Regions from separate parts of the Sus scrofa genome. Here region 2 is linked to region 1. The links are chromatin contacts, called in public Hi-C maps. All regions are on one chromosome and are shown on one strand. The core of a region is the stretch at or near the end of the contact, and the rest is flanking DNA. Distances in the headings are between cores, read along the strand shown.

What was found. A called contact is a pair of places that touch in the nucleus more often than the background predicts.
Region 2: a Hi-C map of heart right ventricle shows a contact between it and region 1, with 8 times the contacts expected there. The contact joins two enhancer-like sites. A contact is called at or near these places in 2 of 47 Hi-C or Micro-C datasets (embryonic fibroblasts and heart right ventricle) and 1 of 2 datasets of contacts at active chromatin or transcription factors (skeletal muscle).

What each region holds. Positions count from the first base shown.
Region 1 is chr7:86,867,457-86,871,373 of Sscrofa11.1, reverse strand. All of the region lies in intron 2 of SLCO3A1 (solute carrier organic anion transporter family member 3A1), which reads left to right. Among named protein-coding and RNA genes, the nearest start is that of SLCO3A1, 230 kb to the left of the region's middle. Within about 2 kb of position 1,928, at least 25 of the 83 cell types and tissues checked have an H3K27ac peak or open chromatin away from gene starts, as enhancers often do.
Region 2 is chr7:87,222,183-87,226,099 of Sscrofa11.1, reverse strand. No RefSeq gene overlaps it. Among named protein-coding and RNA genes, the nearest start is that of SLCO3A1, 120 kb to the right of the region's middle. Within about 2 kb of position 2,034, at least 4 of the 83 cell types and tissues checked have an H3K27ac peak or open chromatin away from gene starts, as enhancers often do.

The sequences.
Region 1 (3,917 bases), core at 679-3,178:
CCAGCCCTACCCAGGAGGTAACACCTATGCAGGGAACTGTTTGTTGATTCTGTCCTGATGTTGTGCGGACATCCTGGGACAGTTTCATTCATGCTTACTAAAGCAACTTCTGTGTCTGATTTCCATGCCATTTGGGTGCCCTCTGAGTTTCCAAGCACCTCCTCACGAATTGCCACGTGTGTTCTTCACACCAGTCTTGGGAGGCGTATACCTGCTAGGGCTGCTGCTATAGAACATCCCAGACCGGGTGGCTTAAACAACAGACGTTTATTTCTCACTGTTCTGGATGCTGAAAGCCTGAGATCAATGTGTCATCGGGGTTGGTCTCTCCTGAAGCCTCTGTCCTTGGCTTGCAGACGGCTGCCTTCTCCCTGTGCTTCACAGGCATTTTCTCTCCCCATGTCTGATGTCTCCTCTTCTTATAAGGACACCAGTCCTGGTGGATTAGAGTCCATCCTAAGGGCTCCATTCTGACTTAATCACCTCCTTAGAGGCCACATGCCGAGGTCCTTTGTGGGGCAGGATGGAAGTGATAGGACCTACACAAATGGATGGAGGTGGGGCACAGTTCATCCCCCAGCAGGAGGTAAGCAAGGCAGGTGCTTGCTCCATTTGACAGCTGGAGATGCCAAGGCTGAGGGAGGGTGAGTGCCTTGAGCACAGCCTCCTTCTGTAGTGGCTCTGCACCCAAGCTGACTCTGGAGGACTCCAGGCCGGGCCATCTCTCCACTGCCCCCTGCTGGAGGCAAAGGGCAGGAACAACAGGAAGCCAGGAACCCTGCTGCCCTTCGAGCTCAGAGGATCTCTAGAGAGAACTTCTGGGAAGACCCTACTTAGCTTGCAAACAGGATGTGGGCCCTTCAGGAAGAAGCAGTCTCTTGTTTATTAGAGTGGGTTTCCTGCTTGTGTGGCTCGTGGCTTCCTGGCCCTTGCTCTGCCCGCAGCCTTTTCTCATTTCATCAGCCAGTGTGGTCTCAGCATGCTTGGACCCACAGCTTTCCCGGGGCTTTCACGGGGGATGAGGAAGGGCAGGCCGATCTCACTTGCTTTGAAGAGAGCCAGCCAGCTCCAGCCCTGCTCCTCGGTACCTGCCGCAAAGAAAGCGATGTGCTGGTAGTTCCAGCTGTGACACTTCAGCCCCACGGGGCTCTGTATGAGGAGTCATGGCCTGGCTCCTCCTGATAGTGGGCGTCACATCCAGAGGCCCAGCAGCTGGCCAGACAAAGAGACATGTGCCCTCACCCTGGCGAGGCCCTGCTGGGCAGGAGGGTGGGGAGAGAAGCTTCTCTTAGCTGGACTGAGAAACAAGACCAGCAACAACTGTAGCTTTGACCAATTACTGACTCTTGCCGAGCATTCTAAGAATCCTGGCCTTGTAGATGCTTTCATTAGATACATGGTTCTCCAGGGTGCCAGGGCTCCCCGCCTCTCCTGGGACTGGGTGGTCATCAGTTCATGGTTCAACAGACAAACATGGAGTCCCTTGTCCAGGCAAAGGACTGCATCCCCCTCTATGGAAAATAGGATTTTTTTTTTCCTTAAAAAAAAAAAAATCTCTGCCTTCCATGAGTCTACAGTTATTACAGCACGCCTACTCCATGAAACTTTATTTTTGCATCCAGGAAGACAGTAAGCAGAACTATAGGAAAAGTCTCAGACTAGGTACCATGGCAGAAGAGAGAAGAAGGAAGAAGAAAGAAAATCTCGGAAGGCTCCTTGGAGGAGGTGGTATTCAAGGCAGGCTTTAAGTGGAGGGGAGAGCTTTGATGCACTGACCAGGGCCTGGAGGAAAGCGAGAAGCTGGGTTGAAAACCAGCAGGGAAGCCTGGAACACAGGCAGCACCGAGGTCGGGTATGCCAGGCAGGGTTCTGGAGCGGAGCGCACAGTTGTGGTGGCATGCAGGGCTGCTTTGGCTGGCTGCACAAGAGCAACTTGGGTTCTGCCACTATGCACGGTGACCAGGTCTGGCCACATGCCTCCACCTCGCAGAGCTGACATCAGATGGCTCTGACATCCTTCCCTTTTCCCACATGCCTAGATGCATTTTGGGTCCCAGCTGATTCCTTGGGCAAGGTCAGCAAGGGCAGGGCCAGTGCTTCTCAACTTGGCTGCACATAGAATCACCTGGAGAGCCTGGAAAAAAAATCCCCAGGCCTGGGCTGCACCCCAGACCCCCTACATCAGCTCTCAGGGGGCAGGGCCTGGGGGTTAGTATTAAGTTTCCCAGGTGATTCTAAAATGCACCCAACTTTGAGACCCAGTAACATAGCTGACCTTGGAGGCAACATGTATGATACTGGTGGGAGGGGCCCGTAAGCTCTGGCAGCCTTAGCAACATGAGTGTTTTATTTAGTTTTGTTTATAAACTTTGCCATGGGGACAATGCTATTACACCAATTGCGTGCACTGTCTGGCCCATTATCTGTGTTCAGCAAATGGTCACCCCTTCATCCTCTCCCCTCCGCCTCCCCCTCCCCCTCCTAGCTAAGCAAGGGCAGTTATGTAATGCTGTCAGGCTGTTGGCAGAGGCCACCGGATAAATAGGTATCGCATGTTTTGCAGGCTGCCTGCTGTTTATGCATCATGTTTTATTCATGTACGTATGATGCAGAATGTTCCTTCTTAGAGGAGAAATTTCAGCCTGCAGATTTCGAGATGGAAGAATACATTTAGATAAATTGAGGGCACGGAAGGCAAGTGAGAGAAGAGAAAAGCAATTCTCTGACTGAGGGCTTGGTGGGCAGTTGGACAAGGAAGTTCTGCAAACCTGAGCTCTCTCTCTCTTCTGAGCCGGCGCTGCCCTCTAGTGGGGAAGAGCCACAGTCGACCCCAGCTTCCTGCTTGCTGCCGACTTGAGGAGACCCTCCAGGGTCTAAATTGCTCTGAGACCAGCTAAGGAAGCAGGCACATGCCTGGGAAGACCAGCCCTGCAGGCCTCCTGTCTTGGACTCATCATCCCAAAGACACAAAGAAAATTCTAGAAAGCATGTATAGTCTAGGTACCAGAAGCTTTGCACGCACTACCTCTAAGTCTCACTGTCCTGCAAGGCGGATATTCTTGTTCCCAGACATGTCTGGCTGTTTCCAAAGGCTTCACCATGAGATCCTGTCTGATTTTTTTTTTTTTTTTTTTTTTTTTTTTGGTCTTTTAAGGGCCACACCCGTGACATATGAAGGTTCCCAGGCTAGGGGTCCAATTGGAGTTGTAGCCTCCAGCCTACACCACAGCCACAGCAACATAAGATCTGAGCCACATCTGTGACCTACACCACAGCCCACGGGAATGCCGGATCCGTAACCCACTGAGTGAGGCCAGTGATCGAACCTGCATCCTCATGGATACTAGTCAGGTTCATTTCCACTGAGCCATGATGGGAACTCCCATCCTTTTTCTTATACTTACCAGATATATGATAATTATTTTGGGGGTGTCCATAGCTCTGAAACTAAATGTCAAGTCTAAATACAACTTTCAAAGAATGGTCAACATTATTTCACCTTATGAGGTATAACTGTATCAGAATTTTTAAATTTAATCAAGATCCTTCAATATCTTATCCCCAAATGCTTTATTTATCTAAATAATTTTGGGACTCTTCTTTTCATTAAAGCCTTCAGAGCTACATTTGTGATATCACAATAAAACTATCATTACTTTCTAGAATCACCGGCTTTATTTTTTTTAAGGGCTGAACCCATAGCACACGGAGGTTCCCAAGCCAGGGTGTCAAACTGGAGGTGGAGCTGCCGGCTTACATCACAGCTCAAGGCAACGCCGGATCCTTAACTCACTGAGCGAGGCCAGGGATCGAACCCACACCCTCATGGATACTAGTCGAGTTTATTAACCACCGAGCCACAACAGAAACTCCCTGTCTGTTCTTTCTCTGAGAACCTAGGTGGTCCTGGAGGCCTG
Region 2 (3,917 bases), core at 785-3,284, 350 kb before region 1:
TGTAGGTCAGTCTTTACTTTAGCATGGTAAGTAAAACTTGGGTTTTTATTATTGAGATATTAGAAAATTCCTTTAGTTTCAAAAATTATTTTTGGTAATATGACATGATTTTTTTGATTTTTTAAAATTAATTCCTGAGAATCAGTATCTACTTTCTTTCCTTCTTCTATGAGCTGTTAGATTTGGAAGAAATTTCCAGGCTCTTATCTAACTATGTATTTCATATCTTCATTTCTCTCCACCACTACCTACATACTTGGTTTCTGGGCTCCATATGAGATCTTCTTATGATCTTGGGACATGCTCCTTTGTGTGACAATGCTGGGTGAATCAGCACATAGGGCACAATATCTATTCCTTGAAGCCATTCTGTTACAGAACAGCTATTAGTAACTATACAGCAGTGTGTGTTGAGAGCAACCACATAACATATTTTACATTGAAATACAGGTGTTAATGTCCCTGAATCAGGCCAGGTGTATGACAGAGAGTAAAATGAAATGGTAGTGGTTCTTAATTGCTTGCAATTAACATATCTTACTTCTGGAGCTCTTGCACAGTGGGATCAGCACTGTCTTGGGAGCTTTGGGACGTGCATTTGATCGCAGGCCCCCCATAGTGGGTTGGGATCCCACATTGCAGCGACTGCAGCTCAGATCTGATCCCTGGCCCAGAAACTCCATATGCCATGAGGTGGCCAAAAAAAAAAAACAAAAAAAAAAACTTACTTCATGTTGTACAAAGATCTACAGGCAATTGAACACATTGCTAAGCCTACTTCCAGGGCCTCGTAAAGAGTCCGTGTAAGTGAGGAACTGCAGCTAAAGCTTCTTTGCCTATATCCAGGTGTATATTTACCTATATTTAGATGTAACTTCCATTGGGTGCAGCTAAGAAGTTTTAAAATGGCTATACCACTATCTGTTGTCTTTCTTACTTTGAATTTACTTTCCAAAAATGTCCTTCCTTGTTCAGCAGAGAATTTTACATGGGCCCATGTGTTTGTCTTGTGCAGATTGAGAGGACAGGGTAGGAAGGAGATGGGGCTACTTTTCCTCACTTTGAGCTCAGGCCCCCGGGGGAAGGAGCTTGAGCCCATCAGGAGAATGACACCAAGATATTGCCAATAGGGAATGACTTTAGAAGACCCCCCAGGAGGGTCCCAGAGAGGGCTCAAGTGAGGCACTCACACCTCTCTGCAAAGCAAGCTTCCCAGGATGAGGTGGGTTTGAGAGATAATAAGAGTATCTTCAAGAAAGTCCCCTCTTCATTGTCTCCCCACACAATTGCCCTCTATCTGCCATTTGGCCCTCATGATGTAGCCAAGACAAGAAACTCAGGTTCTGAGGCCATCTAACAAAGAGGAAAAAAAAAAAAATGAAGCTATGGTTGATGGTCTATAAAAAGTCTATAATTTCTTTGTTTGGGTCACTTTTTGTTTAAAACATAAATTGAAGACTGCTCCCCTCAAAATGGCCCCTAGCCAGTGACCCTTTGGCCAGCTCAATCTTGAATACAATTGTTCTATTGTTAACCAGTATGGAGGGTTATAGATGCCCACTCTTGACTGGACCTCAGTCTGCCCAGTAGATGGAGACTGGCTCCTATTCCTGTGACACCAACTGGGGTCAAGTGGACATGGGAACTGAGGAGTTAAGATAACCCAGACACAAGGGTTTAACAGAACACTATGTCCCTGTTCTTGATCTTTGGCTGAGGAATTTACCAGTGCTGCACTGGACTGAGACCAGGTCCTTTCCCTGGTTACAAAGGCCCATTCTCACTTGGGCAAAAGGCACCATGCATGTGCCCCTCTGGAATTCTAAAAAGCAAATGCCATGCTTGTGTGTGTGTGTGTGTGTGTGTGTGTGTGTGTGTGTGTGGTGTTTGTGCATATATGGCAAACATTAGAAAAATGATTATGGACCTCATACTGGCTCATAGTTACTTAGATTTGCTGACTGATCCTAAAGTTCATAGCTATTCTGCTCCACAGCTGGCTGTCTCATTAAAAGAGATTGCCTAGGGAGTTCCCGCTGTGGTGCAGTGGGTTAATGATCCAGCTTGTCTCTGTGAAGGTGCTGGTTTGACCCCCAGCCCTGTACTGTGGGTTAAAGATCCAGCATTGCTTCAGCTGTGGCATACTTGGCATAGCTGGCTCAGATTTGATCCCTGGCCCAGGAACTTCCATGTGCCTTGTGGGTGGCCAAAAAAAATTTTTAATTTAAAAAATAAAAAATAAAAGAGATTCCCTAGACTCAGAAAATAAAAAGTGTTCTAGAACCCCTGAGCTATGTAGACTATGTGATGAGTTGAAATACAATATGCCATCATAAGAATACCTAGCAGTTATTGAATGCATATTGACACAGTGAAGGATAAAATATTAGAGCTAAAAGAGGCCTTACAATGAATTATGTCTTCAACAAATGTTTATTAGGTACCTATTACATGATATTCACTGTTCCATGCATAGAGGATAGAGAAATGAATGAGATAGGCAGATAATGTGCTCTTGTGGAGTTGATATCCCAGTAGAGGAAAACAATAATTAACAAGCAAATAAATAGGGATTGAATTGAATCTGTAGATTGCTTTGGGTAGTATGCCATTTTTACAATATTAATTTTTCCAACCCAGGAGCATGGAATATCTTTCCATTTCTTTGCATCTTCTTTAATTTCCTTGATTAATGTTTTATGGCTCTCAGCATGTAAGTCCTTTACATCCTTGATCAGGTGTATTCCCAGTTATTTGATTTTTTGAGGCACAATTTTAAAAAGCATTGTATTTTTGTATTCATTTTCTAATATTTCATTGTTATACAGAAATGTGACTGACTTCTGAAAGTTATTCTTATATCCTGCTACTTTGCTGAATTTATTGATCAGTTCGAGTAGTTTTGGGGTTGGGACCTTAGGGTTTTCTATCCCATGACATTTTTCACAGAACTAGAATAAACAATCCAAACATTTATATGGAACCACAAAAGACCCAGAATTGCCAATTCCAAGGAATAAAAAACCAAGCAGGAGGCATAACTCTCCAAGTCTTCAAGAAATACTACAAAGCTACAGTCATCAAGACAGTGTGGTACTGGTATCAAAACAGACATACAGACCAATGGAACAGAATAGAGACCCAGAAATAAACCCAGACCCTTGTGATCAATTAATCTTTGACAAAGGAGGCAAGAACATAAAATGGGAAAAATTCTTTTCAGCAAGTATTGCTGGGAAACCTGGGCAGCTACATGCAAATCAATGAAACTGGAACACACCCTCACACCATGCACCAAAATAAACTCAAAATGGCTTAAAACTTAAATATAAGAGAAGATACCATCAAACTCCTGGAAGAGAATATAGGCAAAACATTCTGACATCAACCTTACGAATATTTTCTCAGATCAGTCTCCCAAAGCAACAGAAATAAAAGCAAAAATAAACCAATGGGACCTAATAAAACTGTCAAGCTTTTGCACAGCAAAGGAAACCCAAAAGAAAACAAAAGGACAACTTACAGAATGGGAGAAAATAGTTTCAAATGATGCACCAGACAAGGGCTTAATCTCTAGAATATACAAGCAACTTATACAACTCAACAGCAAAAAAGCCAACAACCCAATGGAAAAATGGACAAAAGACCTGAATAGACTGTTCTCTAAGGAAGATGTATGGATGGCCAACAAGCACATGAAAAAATGCTCAACATCACTGATTATTAGAGAAATGCAAATCAAAACTACCATGAGATACCACCTCACACCAGTCAGAATGGCCATCATTAATAAGTACACATATAATAAATGCTGGAGGGGGTGCAGAGAAAAGGGAATCCTCCTGCAGTTTTGGTGGGAATGTAAGTTGGTACAGCCACTATGGAGAACAGTATGGAGGTACCTTAGAAAAGTATAT